Regions from separate parts of the Mus musculus genome. Here region 1 is linked to region 2. Evidence: chromatin contacts called from public HiChIP or PLAC-seq data. All regions are on one chromosome and are shown on one strand. The core of a region is the stretch at or near the end of the contact, and the rest is flanking DNA. Distances in the headings are between cores, read along the strand shown.

Region 1 (6,815 bases), core at 4,261-6,760, 230 kb after region 2:
CCCTTTGACAGGGAGATGCAGTGTTTGGAGTTTGCCCAGCAGGTTTTCAGTCTCGCTTTGATTCAGTATTTCCTCACTCTGCTCGCTTTTGGAAAGGGAATGTATAGCCCGAGCCACTGTATGTTGGAAATATGTGGTCTGCTTTTTTACATTTTTACTTTATAGGGGGTTACAGTTAAGAGATTGCATGAAACTCAGAAGAAACTTTGAACTTTTAAACACTGTTGAGACTGTGATAGACTACGAGGAGTTTTGAAGTCAAACTAAATGCATTTTGCACTATGATATAGACATAAGCACACGGGTGCGAGGAGTGGAGTATGGTAGAGTGAAAATGGTTCCATAGGCTCATAGGAACTGACAGACACTATTGGAAGGTATGGTCTTGTTGGAGTGGGTGTGGCTTTGTTGGAGAAAGTATGTCACTTAGGGTAGGCTTTGAGGTATCAGATGTTCAAACCAGGCTCAGTGTGGCAATATCTCTTTCTTCTGCCTACCAGTCTGGATGTAGAACTCTCAGCTCCTTCTCCAATACTATGTCTACCTTCATGCTGCCATGTTTCCCACCATAACAGTAATGGACGAAACCTCTGAAACTATAACCCAGCCCCAATTAAATGTTTTCCTTTATAAGAATTGCCTTGATCATGATGTCTCTTCACAGCCACAAAATCCTCAGACAACCTCCTATTGGTTAAAAGTTGTAGGAGAATCTCTATACTGCTAATAGTACAATTTCACTACATACATGAAAACAATATTTTGATGATCAAAATCCACAGGTTTGGTTCATCTTTGTGACTGTCCTTTTTTCATTCTGACAGGATATCCTGACCAAAAGCAGCACAATGGAGGTAAAGGCTTATTTGGCTTACAGTTCCAGTTTCTGCTGTATCATTAGGGGAGTCAAGGCAGGAACAAAAGCAGCTCGTCACACCACATCCACAATGAGGAGAAGAGAAGACTTAAATGCATCTATGCTGCCTGCTTACTTACTAGTTGTTGTTGTTGTTGTTGTTGTTGTTGTTGTTGTTGTTGTTTTACTCAGCTAGATTTCTTCATTGGTATGGTTCAGGGCCAAGCCCATGAAATGGGACAGCTCTTGTTCATCTTGTGTCTTCCTCCCTCAATTACAATGAAGCCAATTCCCCACAGGCTAGCCTGATCTAGATAATCCCCCACTTAAGACTCCCTTCTCAGGTGATTCTAGGTTATGGCAACTTGACATTTAAAACTGCACAGTAATCAAATCCCTGGCCCCCATGGCTGTAGGAGCCTGGGACAGCTGCTTGCTCACATCTCCAAGGTCAAGAAGAACAGCACAGAAGGTGGGGCAGGGTCCAAACCTTGGTTGCCAGTCTCCTCCAGAGACGTAGTTCCTCCAGCAAGAGCTCCTCCTCCTGAAGGTTTCACAGCTTCCCAAAACAACATGGCCACCTGGGTACTGAGTGTTGAAACACGTGAGTTAAAGATTGGACAGTTTACTCCAAACCATACTGAATTCCCTGCCATAGTGGATCTAATCATGGTGAATATACTTACCTTGTTGGTTCATCTGTTTAAACACATACTTAATAATTTGATAATGTAAAATCTATTTACTTTAAAATTGTTTAGTTGCTGATGAGTTTTAGGTAGTACAATGCTGTCATATCAAATAAAATTGCAAGTCCTTAAAGAACTTAAAGGTATTAAACAAATAAGGTTTGCCTTGACTAAAAGTCTTAAAGTAAATGGTGAGAAAAAAAAATCTCTGTCATGGATAGATTTGCTTTCAGGGAAGATCAAATTAATGAAGGCTTACCGCCAGGGAAAATTTATTAACAAAATCCTCCTGCACATGCAGGATTAAACACAAAGCAATTAATGAAAATTGAGTATCATTCATTCATGAGTGGAGAAAGTATGATCTAATCACTTGAATGTTGTTATGACCTTCATTTCCCCAGGCAATGACAACTTAGGAAGCTACCAAGCATAAGCAATTATTACATTAGTGGTTGGGCTAACTCCCATCTTGATTTTTTCCTGGGATTCAGGGTCTCTTTTTCTGGTGGAACTATTGTAAAAAATCCATAGATGCAGTAATTTTCCTATGCAGTGTTAGTTTAGAAATTTCCATGTACATATCAGAAGGTCAAATAAATATTAAGAAGAACTATTGGCTTTCTTTATCATCTCCTATTTATGGAGAATTCATAATAACAGCATACCTTCATTGAATAAAGCAAAGACTCCAGGAAACAGAAGGGAGATTTACAAGCTCTTTTCCTGTTGGAAAGGTTCTAGCCCAACTCCCCTCTAACTGCTACCCCAAGTAGATAAAATCTCAATGTAGTAAAATCTCTATTTATGCAGTTCAGCATCACCATGGAAACGTCTCCCCCTCAGTGACATAATGAGATGGTAATGAAAACAGCTGCCACATAATGAACCTAGGCACAAACAGAGGCCGAGTTACTCATGCCAAAAAGTGAATGGCAGGAGGGTCAAATAGATGGGGGGCGGCCATGATCAGAGAGTAACAAGAAAGCCCATCAGTGGGTGTTAAGGAAAGGGGCGGGCAGAACTGCCTGAAATTGTAATACTGAAACTCTCAAGAGTTTTATTATTGCAAATTTTGATACTGGATCTGTGACATTCCCATGTAGAGACGATAGGATGTAGAACCAGAGTTTTTATTTTCTGAGCTCAGCCTAATATTTCGCATGTCTAACACTTTATACTCGAAATGCGTGGCTTGACATCTTAGGATTGTTTATTCTGCTGGGTCTTAAGGAACATGTGTAAGATGAGAGCGGCGTTGGGTTGGGATGCCAGGAGGATAGTGCCGTTTTTCAGAGAATGAGAGGAGATGATGCCTTCCTTCAAAGCACTCCCAAGTGGGTGGAAATTGCACCCTTCCTTTCAAGGATGATCTGAGTCCACTGACTGGAACTGGCTGATAGACTTGCATGCACTGAGCAAGAGAGACAATTAAAAACTGTCTTGCAGAGAAACCCACATTAAAAGACATGAATTCAGAAAGACTGGGCCAAGAGAAAGAAACAAGGCTTGGTTTGAGGGAATCTGAGAAATAACAAGGAAACTAGAATATGACAACATGAAATTTATATATGCACATATGTGTATCAACTTTATATACCATTTATATGACAGTTGAATTTAACTTCAATCTATTTATCATATGTGCATACAAACATAGGTCACACACATATACACAGAATCAGTTGAAATTCTCTTGGTCTAAGTTGGTCTAAATGACTTTTAGACATTCCCCAAAGGTATCCAAATTCAAGGACTGACAAGAAAGCCCATCAGCATTATGGGAAGGGGCAGGAAGACCTGCCTAAAATTATTGCCTGCCTGGGGTGCTTGTGAAGTGTGGTGAAAGCTTAAGAGAGATGAGGCCTGCTGGGATGAAAGTGGACACAAGAGGTGTGCCCTAAGAGAGGACATTGGGAACCAGGGCCCTCCTTTCTCCCTTTGGTTCCTTGTCACGGAGAGGTGGGCATGGTCCTCTGGTACATGCTCCCCACTGTGATGGTCAGCCTTGTCAAATCATGAAAGCAGCCAAGCCAGTGACTGTGGGATGAAATGTTTGAAAAGAAGACCCCCAAATAAAGTCTCCTCCATTATGTGTATATAAAGTAGGAATTTTGTCACTGTGCTGGAGTGTGATGCATTCTCTTTATGAGAAAACTGTTTTTGTAAAATGAAGGTTTTGGATGAACTCAGGGAGACTAGAAATGTGATAAAGCTAGTCACTAAAAACAAACAGAGAATCTTGCCTTACCCTAGATTTCATCCATGGGTAAGTAGACGACAAATGCTAGTACTTTTGTCACTACATTTCATATGTGATGCTTGTTTGACATAAACGTTTTACCTCGTGATTGCTGTGTATGTACGCACATCTCCTATGTGTGTTTATATATACACACACACAAGGAGAAAGCTACTATAGAAGAAATGATGTGAAGGAATAGTGGGTATTCATTTATGTCAGTCAGGACTACTGAATCTTTCAAAACATGTTGATCAAAATCGTTCTTTTTTTAATAGATAATTTCTTTTTATTTTATATTCTTATATTTTTGCCATCATGAATATCTGTGTAAGGATGTCAGAAGTCCTGGAACTGGAATTATAGACAGATGTGAGCTGCAATATGGGTCCTGGGGATTAACCCTAGTGCTTGTAACTGCTGAGCCATTTCTCCAGCCCTGCAAATTATTATTTTTTATTCCACACATGATTTTCTTCAATAACTTTGGAAGACTATAACGAATGCCTGTTGCACTAGGCATTATGCTTAGTGTGGAAGGGTGAGTTGGTAGAGCATCAAACAGAACAGATATGTGCTCTAGCCTCATGGACCTCACAATCACAAGGATTGAAATGAGAGATGCTTAACATTCTTCCATGAAGCTTGGCTATGAAAGTGAAGAGGGAAAGTAGTTGAGGATTTGATCACCTTCAGAGCCTATGAGGAAAGAGCTAGTAGAGAGAGAAGGCAAACATACAGAGGGCCTTATTGAGCCCTGTTGATGAGACTTTGTGGGTATAGCCCCTGACATTTCTAGGAGACACAATCTCAAATAAACCTCCTGTTCCCTGGATTTTAAAATCTACCCCCACTGCCCCCTTCCACAATGAAACCTGAGTGTTAGGTGCAGTAATTGTGCTGTAGATGTTATCAGCTGAAACAAACAACCATGATGACACCACTGGGACTTCTTACATGGAAGGGGGAAAGCTCTCCAGACCTCAACTCTAGAACCCACAACCCTACTGGCAACCAAGAATTCCCAAGAGTGGGTAGGTAAAACAGTCTTTTGCAGGGATGAGTCCTCCAGCTAATTACCCAATGCCAAGTGCTTAAAATTGAAGTCATGTATGTACAGGTAGCTTACAGATATAACAGGATATATATAGATATATAGATGATATATAGATATATAGTGTAAGTGGTATGTGTGTGTGTGTGTGTACTTGTAAGAATAATTAAAAGAAAATGAGTCCATGAGTTTTAGAGAGAGTAGTTATGTGTATAAAGAAAGAGTTGAAGGAAGGATAGAGACAGTGGAAGTGATATGACTACATTAAAATTTTAAAAATTAATGTGTACTAGTAGAATCACACAGGAGAAAGGCTGGCGATATGGCTCAGAGATCAAAACCATGTACTGATCTTATAGAGGACCCAAGTTCAGTGCTTCCCACCTACAGCATGCCAGCCATCTCTCAACTCCCTGTAGGTCCAGCTTCAGGGGAATCCTATACATCTGCACTTACACACACACACACACACACACACACACACACACACACACACACACACACACACACACACACAGAGAGAGAGAGAGAGAGAGGGGGGGGGGATTTAAAAAAAATTAAACACAAAGCAGTAACTGACAGGCCAAAAGAGACTAGCAAGTTTACATTTGGAATGGGCTCATGCTATATAGTCAGGAAATAGTTTGCAGCTGTGGTTTTAACTGGAAGAAGAAGGAAAAAAAACAGCAACAGACAAATTGTGAAATTGGCTCAGAGTTGAGAGTCTGCAGTCAGGAATGAGGGAAGTCCCTTTAAAGATGCTGCTGAGAGACTTGTCATTCACTGTGAGGTCCTTCATAGAGAACAAGGGTGATGGACAGTTGGATAATAGTGAAGGTATTAAGAGACAGCTGATATCCTTAAAGAGGAAGAGAAGCAGAAAGGGCTAGAAGGATCCCGTAAGAGTTGGAGAGAAGAATGCGTAAGACAGCGTGTAATAAGTCCTCGTAAGAATCCCAGGAGAGCTGTCTATCCAGAGCCAGTGTGCCTCCGGCAACAGCTAAGATAGGCTGAAAACTCCAAATGTCCACAAAATTGGGTCCAATTCCTAAGTATTCCTTAGTACATCGCCTCCGGTGCTCTGCCTGCCTGCTGTTTTGTAGGCTTCCTCAGATGGTTTCTAGGTTTTCTCCTTGGCCATTCAGCACTGAACTTCAGTCTTCTCCAGTTGTCCAAACTTCATACCCTAGTGCATAAGTCCTGTTCTACAATCCTTCTCACTGTTGCTCTGCCTGGGGTGGGGTGGTGGTCTAATTCCTCATTTTGTTGTCTTCTCAGTTTTTAAATTAGTTCTTTGAGATTTTTGTACAATGAATTTTCTCATATTCCCCTCCTCCTCCAACTCTGCTGCGATCCACTCCTACTTCCCTACCCACCCAGCTTTCTAGCCTTCTTCCCCCATCCAGCACAGTTGGTGTTGCCTAGATGCCTCTGGGACTGTGTGGTCTTCCACCAGGGTCCCACCCTTAAAGAAAATTTGTCTTCATCTCCTGGCAACTATCAGATGCCAATAGCTCCTCGGTTAGAGGTGGAAAGTGGTGCCACATCCTCACGCTTACTTTTGTAGGTCTTATGTCAGTTGTCTGAACTGCTATAACTTCGTAAATTCAATTGACCTACTGAGCCCAGAAAACATACCATTTTTCTTGTAACCATCCTGCGTCTCCAGCTCTTACAATGTTCCTGAACCCTCTTCCAAAATGATGCCTGAGCCTTTGAAAGAAAGGATACGAGACTCAGTGGTGAATCTCTGTGTTAATTGCCGTTTACAACAAAATAAAATCTCTTCTGGTGGGGTTTTATAGATGTATTGATCTATAAGTCATTGGGAGTTGGCTTGACACTCTGCCCATTTAGCAGAGTAATAATAATAGCTTTTCCCCTAGGGCCTAGGACTTGTCTAGCCATAGGTTGTTGGCTTTAAATTGATACCAGAGATAGGTTTCATCTTGTAAAGAGGGCTTAAGGTCTAAT
Region 2 (6,606 bases), core at 1,011-3,510:
ATACAAATGCACTCAGCAGTATTTCAAGTAAACATACATCCTCGAGTCTTAATGTCTGTTTTCCCTTCAAGGCAAAATGTACAGAATTGCTCAGGTGCTCAGCGCTGCCCTTTCCGTCAACCTGGTCCTTGCACACCGCTGACAGGTCTTTGTCTCTGGAGCCTAGCTTTCCCTCCTTCTGCACATGGAATGATCCTTGAAACCCTTTGAGTCTTCCTAACCAAAGGCATTCACAACCTGACGGTGACTCAGAGCCCACTCTGAACTAGCCACTGCTCATGTTGCTGTGCCTCTCCAGTCTGTCTCACAGTTTAGACTATAGCCAGCTATACAAAACTGCTGAGTTCCACACATGGCAGGTGTGCAAGAGCTCTTTCTTCTTGCCATAACTCCCTCCTGACTACTTCAGCTTCAGGAACACTGCCACTGAATTCTGAGGTCAAGCTAAGTTCCACAGTACTCCAGACTTCCTTTCTCCTAAACCCCAGCTTGGACACACAAGGGTTGTCAGGTGTTGGAAACTGGGGAATAGTTCTACCCACTCTGGGATTGAGTGTAGTCATTCTTGGCTATATGGGGGATATTATAAAATGTTCTCAGATGCCAACATCTACACATAAAATGATACCTGTATATAACTTTAAGCATCCTTCCTTATTCTTTAGCTCACTAGGCATCATGGGTAATATAGTGCTACACTGCCACCATGCACCACTGTAAGGCTTGGGCACAGCTATGAGATGGAGTCTACAGAAACATGCACAGTTGCAATCGTCATAGGCCTACTTTTGATCCTGTGTTGGTTGAATCTGCTGATACGGGACCTATAGATATGAAAGGTCAGTATGTTTAAAAGGTCCACTTGTTATCTGACCCAGATACCAGGAGAACCATCCGCAGGCCCTGCTTTGCTTAGTTAGCTCATCAACCATTCTGTTTTCATTGATTTGTAGTTTATTCAGACATCAGATAAGACCATCATGTAATTTTTACTAGGCATTCTCTCAAAATTATCAATGTATAGCTATATACTGCCTTTGATGGTAATTTTTAATGTTAGTCTTATTGTCTAATATACCCTACTAATAGTCAGTTCTTTATAATTAAGTGTATTGAGTAATATACAAAGAACAGATATATAATTAGAACCTATACCATCATTAAATCCAGTATTTTTCGTTACTGCCACTAATTAAGTTGTAGTTACTTGAAATAACCCACACATCATTACCTTAGTAAATTTTAAACTCTTGATATCATTGAGACATATCTTGGACATGCACAAGATAGGGTAAGGTATTTAAATACATTCAAAATTGGACACAAAATATCTAGCACATTAAGAGTTCACAAATTTGCAAATCTTTCTCCTCCATTAGTTGGTTGAAAATATTATACATTTAGAAAGTAGTTCAAAAAAAGCTATTTTAAACATAACATGTCCAGTTTATAAAGTACAGTGTGCTATGGAAAGAACAGTTCAACATACATGGATGGAGGTAAGCTGGCATCTTAGAAAATGGAATATTTGGTTAATGAATTGCTACACATGGGGAGTTTCCAGTATTCTCATCTTTGATTTAAAATTCTTAATGAGCATAAAAGAACACATGTCAACATTCTACATGTTGTAAGGAAATTTTATGGAATTTCTATTTTCTGTTTAAGCATACCATTTTAAAATGATGAATTCAGCCTCTTAGATGACTTTATATTTCATATCAAACAACAAGCTCACTGTTTCATAATATGAATATAACTGAAATCTTAACAGAAAAATATAAATCCTCTGTTGGAAAAGTCTGCTAGGATATTGCTTGTCTCTTGTATCTAAGTGAGGCCTGTCCACAGCCTATTTTTTGTTGGCTCAAATGTATTTAAGAATGCATGTATATTTGTGAAGCACAGCTAAGCTCATTAAGAGGATTTGTCTCTAGACTGAATGGAAGAACAGTCTATGACAATAATTCTATCATGGAAAGCATGTTGAAGGGTTATGGATCAAACGTGTTCTTTTATATTTTTGACATAGAGAAAAATACTGCATAGATTATTATAAATGGGGACCTGAGTTTCACAGGACAGAAACAAAATGAACAGTAAGCGGGAGACTTTGGGGAGATATTTTTAAACAGGAGGTTTTGCAAGCTCCAAATTTAGCTTCAGAAAAAAAGGGGTAGTGCAAGCGTGAAGCCTGCGGTCACTCTGGAGGTCAGGGTGCGACTTCTCTGTGCACCTATATAAGGATAAACGAAAGCTTCAGAAATGCACGAAGCAGGAACCCTCTAGTTCTGTTATTCACTTTCAGTCAGGCCATGAAGTAGTCCACTGTTCTGTGAGGAAACCTTCCAAACACACAACTAACATGGCCTGCTGAAGGCAAGGCAACAACTTTACATAGCTACAGAGTGGTTTAAAAAGGATCAGGAGGTTTGGCTTGGTTTTGTTAGCCAAGGAAGGACTTGTATCAGTGATTTTTACCACCTTTCAATTTCCTGGGCAGTTTGGTGTGTGTGTGGGGGGGGGGGCGGTGTTTTAATTCAATGTCACTTGTGTTGACCTGTTAATCTAACCTTCATCATTCTTTCTGCTCCTTCCGGCTTCCGGCTTCCGGCTTCCGGCTTCCGGCTTCCACTGGCTGGCTTCCATTACTGTAATTACGATCTACTCTCACACTTCCTTAGAAATCCCATTTCTAATAAACTCTCCACTCACTTCTATTTCTACAGATCTTGATCACACTTTGCACAGAAAGCCCTCCCTTCCCTTGGTGGTCTGTGACAGAGCAGTGATGAGAGGAACACTAGGAAGGAGCCTCACATGTGCACCTCGGCTCCACTGAACCCAGAGAATGCCAGCCCTTCCCACAAGCCGCACAAGGCTAAAACTGGAGGGAAACCAAGCTCATGATACAAGTCAGTCTACACTGACAACTTAAAGGTGGCCTTCTGTCTATTTCTGGAGTACTTTGTGACTTCAAGCTTGCTTTTGGAGAAGTATGGCCCCTGAACAACCATTATTGTTCTAGATGTAATTTGAGATGGATGTACAGAAAGCAATCTGCCAATAAGCATGAACCATGTGTATAGAAGACTAGACATTCAGATGCTGACAACTCATTCGTCATTGTCTTTGGCACACAGAACAGTCTTTGCTTGATGATACTGAGAGCACAAAAAGAGGTTATGAATGAGAAAAGCATTCAAGTTTTCTTCTTAAATATTATTGACAATTCACACCTGCTATCAAGACAACATACATTTCAATAATGATTGGGACAATTCATATGTAACATAAGAATATACTTAGAATAGAATGTTGAAAATCTACAAGTCAACTCCACAATTTATTTAAAATGTGAACAAAGAGGCATATAGCACTATATACAGAGAGAGGTCAGTAGAACAGGACTACTAACTGTACTATCACCAATAGTATAATTATAAAGTCCTTTGAAGGGAAAATTTTTACCCTGAAGTTAAGATATTGATTCTGGAAGGAAACACTTTCAATAACAGTCATTAGATTTTTTTAAAAGAAAAATAATGAGGAAATCTTCCCTTCAAAAGCATAAAAATAAAGTATTCTAAAAACCAGTGAAACTTAATTCATGTGGTGCTTGATCAATGTAACTTAAGCACTATAATACCAGACAAGCATAAGGCAAGTACTATATTAAAAACAGGGAGTCATTTATAAATTTTAGAGGCCCTTGCAAGATAAATTAATGTATTATCAGATGATAATAAGGCAAGTAAACTTCCTGTCAATTAAGGAGTATGAGATTTTTTTAAACAAAAATGTGGAAATATTAAAGGAGATTTTGTTGCTTGTATAATAATCTTAAAGTTTTGGTGATACTGAACTCTTGATTCTGCAAGTGAATGTGGAAGCCACAAGCAAAAAGAACAGCGTGTGAATATCAACCTTTGGGTACTTGTACAATAAAAATCACAGCATAGGTAAGACATAAGGTTTGTAAATATTTACAGCAAATAGTTTAAATTATACACTTAATGATGTTGAAATAGGGAAACAAATAATAAAAATCTGGCAACTGACATGAAAAATCACAAACAGAGATGATTTTTCAAGAGTAAATTCCAGTTTTGTAGTTTGTGTGTGTGTGTGTGTGTGTGTGTGTGTGTGTGTGTGTGTGTGTGTGTGTGTGTGTGTGTGTGTGTGATGTTGGTGTGAGAGTGGGAGCATGTTTGTTTGGGTGAGTAGGTATGCGTGTCTCTGTGTGTGTGGTGTTTCTGTAAGGATGGAAGAATGTTTATTTGAGTGAGTAGAGGTGTGTGTGTAGTGTGTGTGTAGTGTGTGTGTGTGTGTTTCTATGCAAATTCATCAGCTCTATTTTCTTATCTATGAAAAAACTGTCTTTTTTTTAAAAGATTTATTTATTAATGTATATGAGTACACTGTAGTTATGTAGATAGTTGTGAGCCTTCGTGTGAATTTTGGTAATTAAACTTTAGGACCTCTGCTCTCTTCGGTCAGCCCTGCTTGCTCAGTCCCAGATTGCTCCAGCCCAAAGATTTTATTTATTATTATACATAGGTACACTGTAGCTGTCTTCAGAGGGACCAGAAGAGGGCGTCAGATCTCATTACAGATGTTTGTGAGCCACCATGTAGTAGCTGGGATTTGAACTCAAGACCTTCAGGAAGAGCAGTCAGTGCTCTTATGTGCTGAGCCATCTTGCCAGCCCACTTTCTAATGTAATACTGATAGGTAAATAAATTTTAAAATGATAAAATCTTCTAAGGAATAATTTATACTTAAGGCATATGGAAATCTAAAATAAGTATTGCCTTAACAACTCTATTTGTATAAATGATTCTTTGTATAAGTATACATATTTACATATGTTTAATAAACATGCATAATGTGTAATATACAGCTCTATTTGTATCAATCCAATATAGGATTAATTCCTATGACGGAGAGATTCATGCAGCACATACAAAAGAGGTATTTTATTGAAGTAGCAAAACAAATCAACAACCTCAGAGGCCAATCTATGACTGCTCAGCAATTCCCCTGGTAAAACAACCCTAAAAGCCTGTCATAGTCCACAGAGTAAAATGAACCACACTTACATGGTATTTTAGATTAAAAGGGGCATATTTCCAAAGCAAAAGTTTTGGAAGAATATATATGTGGGGGTGTATATTTATCATATGCATATATCCATAATACTAGGTCATCTGGTTGAGTGGATTTGGGGACATTTATACTTTTTCATACATACATTTCAGCATTGTCTAAGCACATTTAATTTTTAAAAAAGATTTTCATTTAAAAAAGATTAAGAAACTTGTAATAATGACTTTTCTAGTTTCCAGTGATCACATAATGCTAACAGCTACCTGCCTTCTCAAAAACACTTTGCGTGGTTTTAAATAAGGTTCTTGTCAAGAATTAATAGATACTTAAGTGTTAACTTCCTTTTTGCAAAGAACTACAATTAAAAGAGCCATTTACAAAGGAATTCACAAGCATGTTTCTCAATTCGGAGTTTAACATGCACGTAACATCTCCATTTGTACTTGAAACCAAGAATTATAAACCATATCAGGATTGCATTTATTAAAATCTAAATGGGAATGGGGCCATTTTAATTCAACTTTCGAACAGATTTTCTTTCTTTCCTTTAACTTTAGAAACTAAGAATCTCATGTATCCTGTAACCCTGCATCTTTCTTCATCAGTTTTTAAAAGAGGAAAAGTCACCTCTTATCTTAGAGATGGCATACTAATTTATGTCTATCAGAAACTATAATTATATGAAATATTAATGATCATTGTAATGGAAACAAAATAAGACACTCTCATCAATGAAGAATAATACAATGCTCTTGAAATTAAGGCTTTTGCATTTGGGGTGACTTTTAACAGTTTAACTAAAGGGTGCTCTATGAGAGGTGAAAGGTCACCACCCAGCATAGCAAAGAGTCCCACTTCCTCTGGAAGAAGGAACAGCTCCATGCAAGACTCTCTGTCTCTCATACAGGATCACTGGGGTCCTCCAAGGAAGGCTCACTTCCCTATCTGCAGAGAGCAGAGAGCATTGCTGTGCTTCAGGAACTCCTGTGTCTCCCTGCCCTTTAGCTTTGCTTGAGGAGCATCTGAATAAATCATTTAAAAATTCAATTTTACAGTAAGAAAATGGACAAAGGAGCCAAGGCTTAAGGGAGAGGGAGGGAGGGAGGGAGGGAGGGAGGGAGGGAGGGAGGGAGGGAGGGAAGGAGGGAGGGAGGGAGGGGAGGGGAGGGAGAGAGAGATGGAGAAAGGCATAGAGAGAGGGAGAGGGAGAGGGAGACAGACAGACAGACAGACAAAGGCTAGAACTGAGTGTCAAATAAAAGCCTTGAAATTCCTAGGTCAACGGACAGCGTGGTTGACTCTCAAGTTCCACTCAAATTCAAGGGCAAAGTTTCTTAATAAGAGTGATTATCTGAGTTGGTTAGCATGGAAATATTGTTCTGGAACAAGAACAAAAATGGTGCTCTGAGGGTATGTGCCACCAAAGGGCCAAGCAAACAAACAAAAGTCATGCTATCACATGGGAACACTGAGGGTTCATGTCTCTTATTTTCTTCA

What was found. HiChIP or PLAC-seq counts read pairs in DNA pulled down with a chosen protein or histone mark.
Region 1: a RAD21 HiChIP or PLAC-seq map of pro-B cells shows a contact between it and region 2, with 4 times the contacts expected there. The contact joins two enhancer-like sites. A contact is called at or near these places in 1 of 15 datasets of contacts at CTCF or cohesin (pro-B cells), 5 of 484 Hi-C or Micro-C datasets (the C10 cell line, bone marrow-derived macrophages, embryonic fibroblasts and 2 more) and 2 of 115 datasets of contacts at active chromatin or transcription factors (microglia and regulatory T cells).

Annotation. Positions count from the first base shown.
Region 1 is chr12:35,006,116-35,012,930 of GRCm38.p6, forward strand. Gm40385 (a long non-coding RNA gene) reads right to left here. Exons shown (of 4, transcript XR_872675.1): 3 at 1,347-1,444. Among named protein-coding and RNA genes, the nearest start is that of Gm40385, 12 kb to the right of the region's middle. Within about 2 kb of position 5,511, at least 14 of the 459 cell types and tissues checked have an H3K27ac peak or open chromatin away from gene starts, as enhancers often do. A contact at or near this core is called in granulocyte-monocyte progenitors and pro-B cells, where this site is marked.
Region 2 is chr12:34,781,566-34,788,171 of GRCm38.p6, forward strand. All of the region lies in intron 3 of Hdac9 (histone deacetylase 9), which reads right to left. Gm46347 (a long non-coding RNA gene) reads right to left here and starts at 6,201. Exons shown (of 2, transcript XR_001780600.1): 1 at 1-6,201. Within about 2 kb of position 2,261, at least 48 of the 459 cell types and tissues checked have an H3K27ac peak or open chromatin away from gene starts, as enhancers often do. A contact at or near this core is called in granulocyte-monocyte progenitors and pro-B cells, where this site is marked.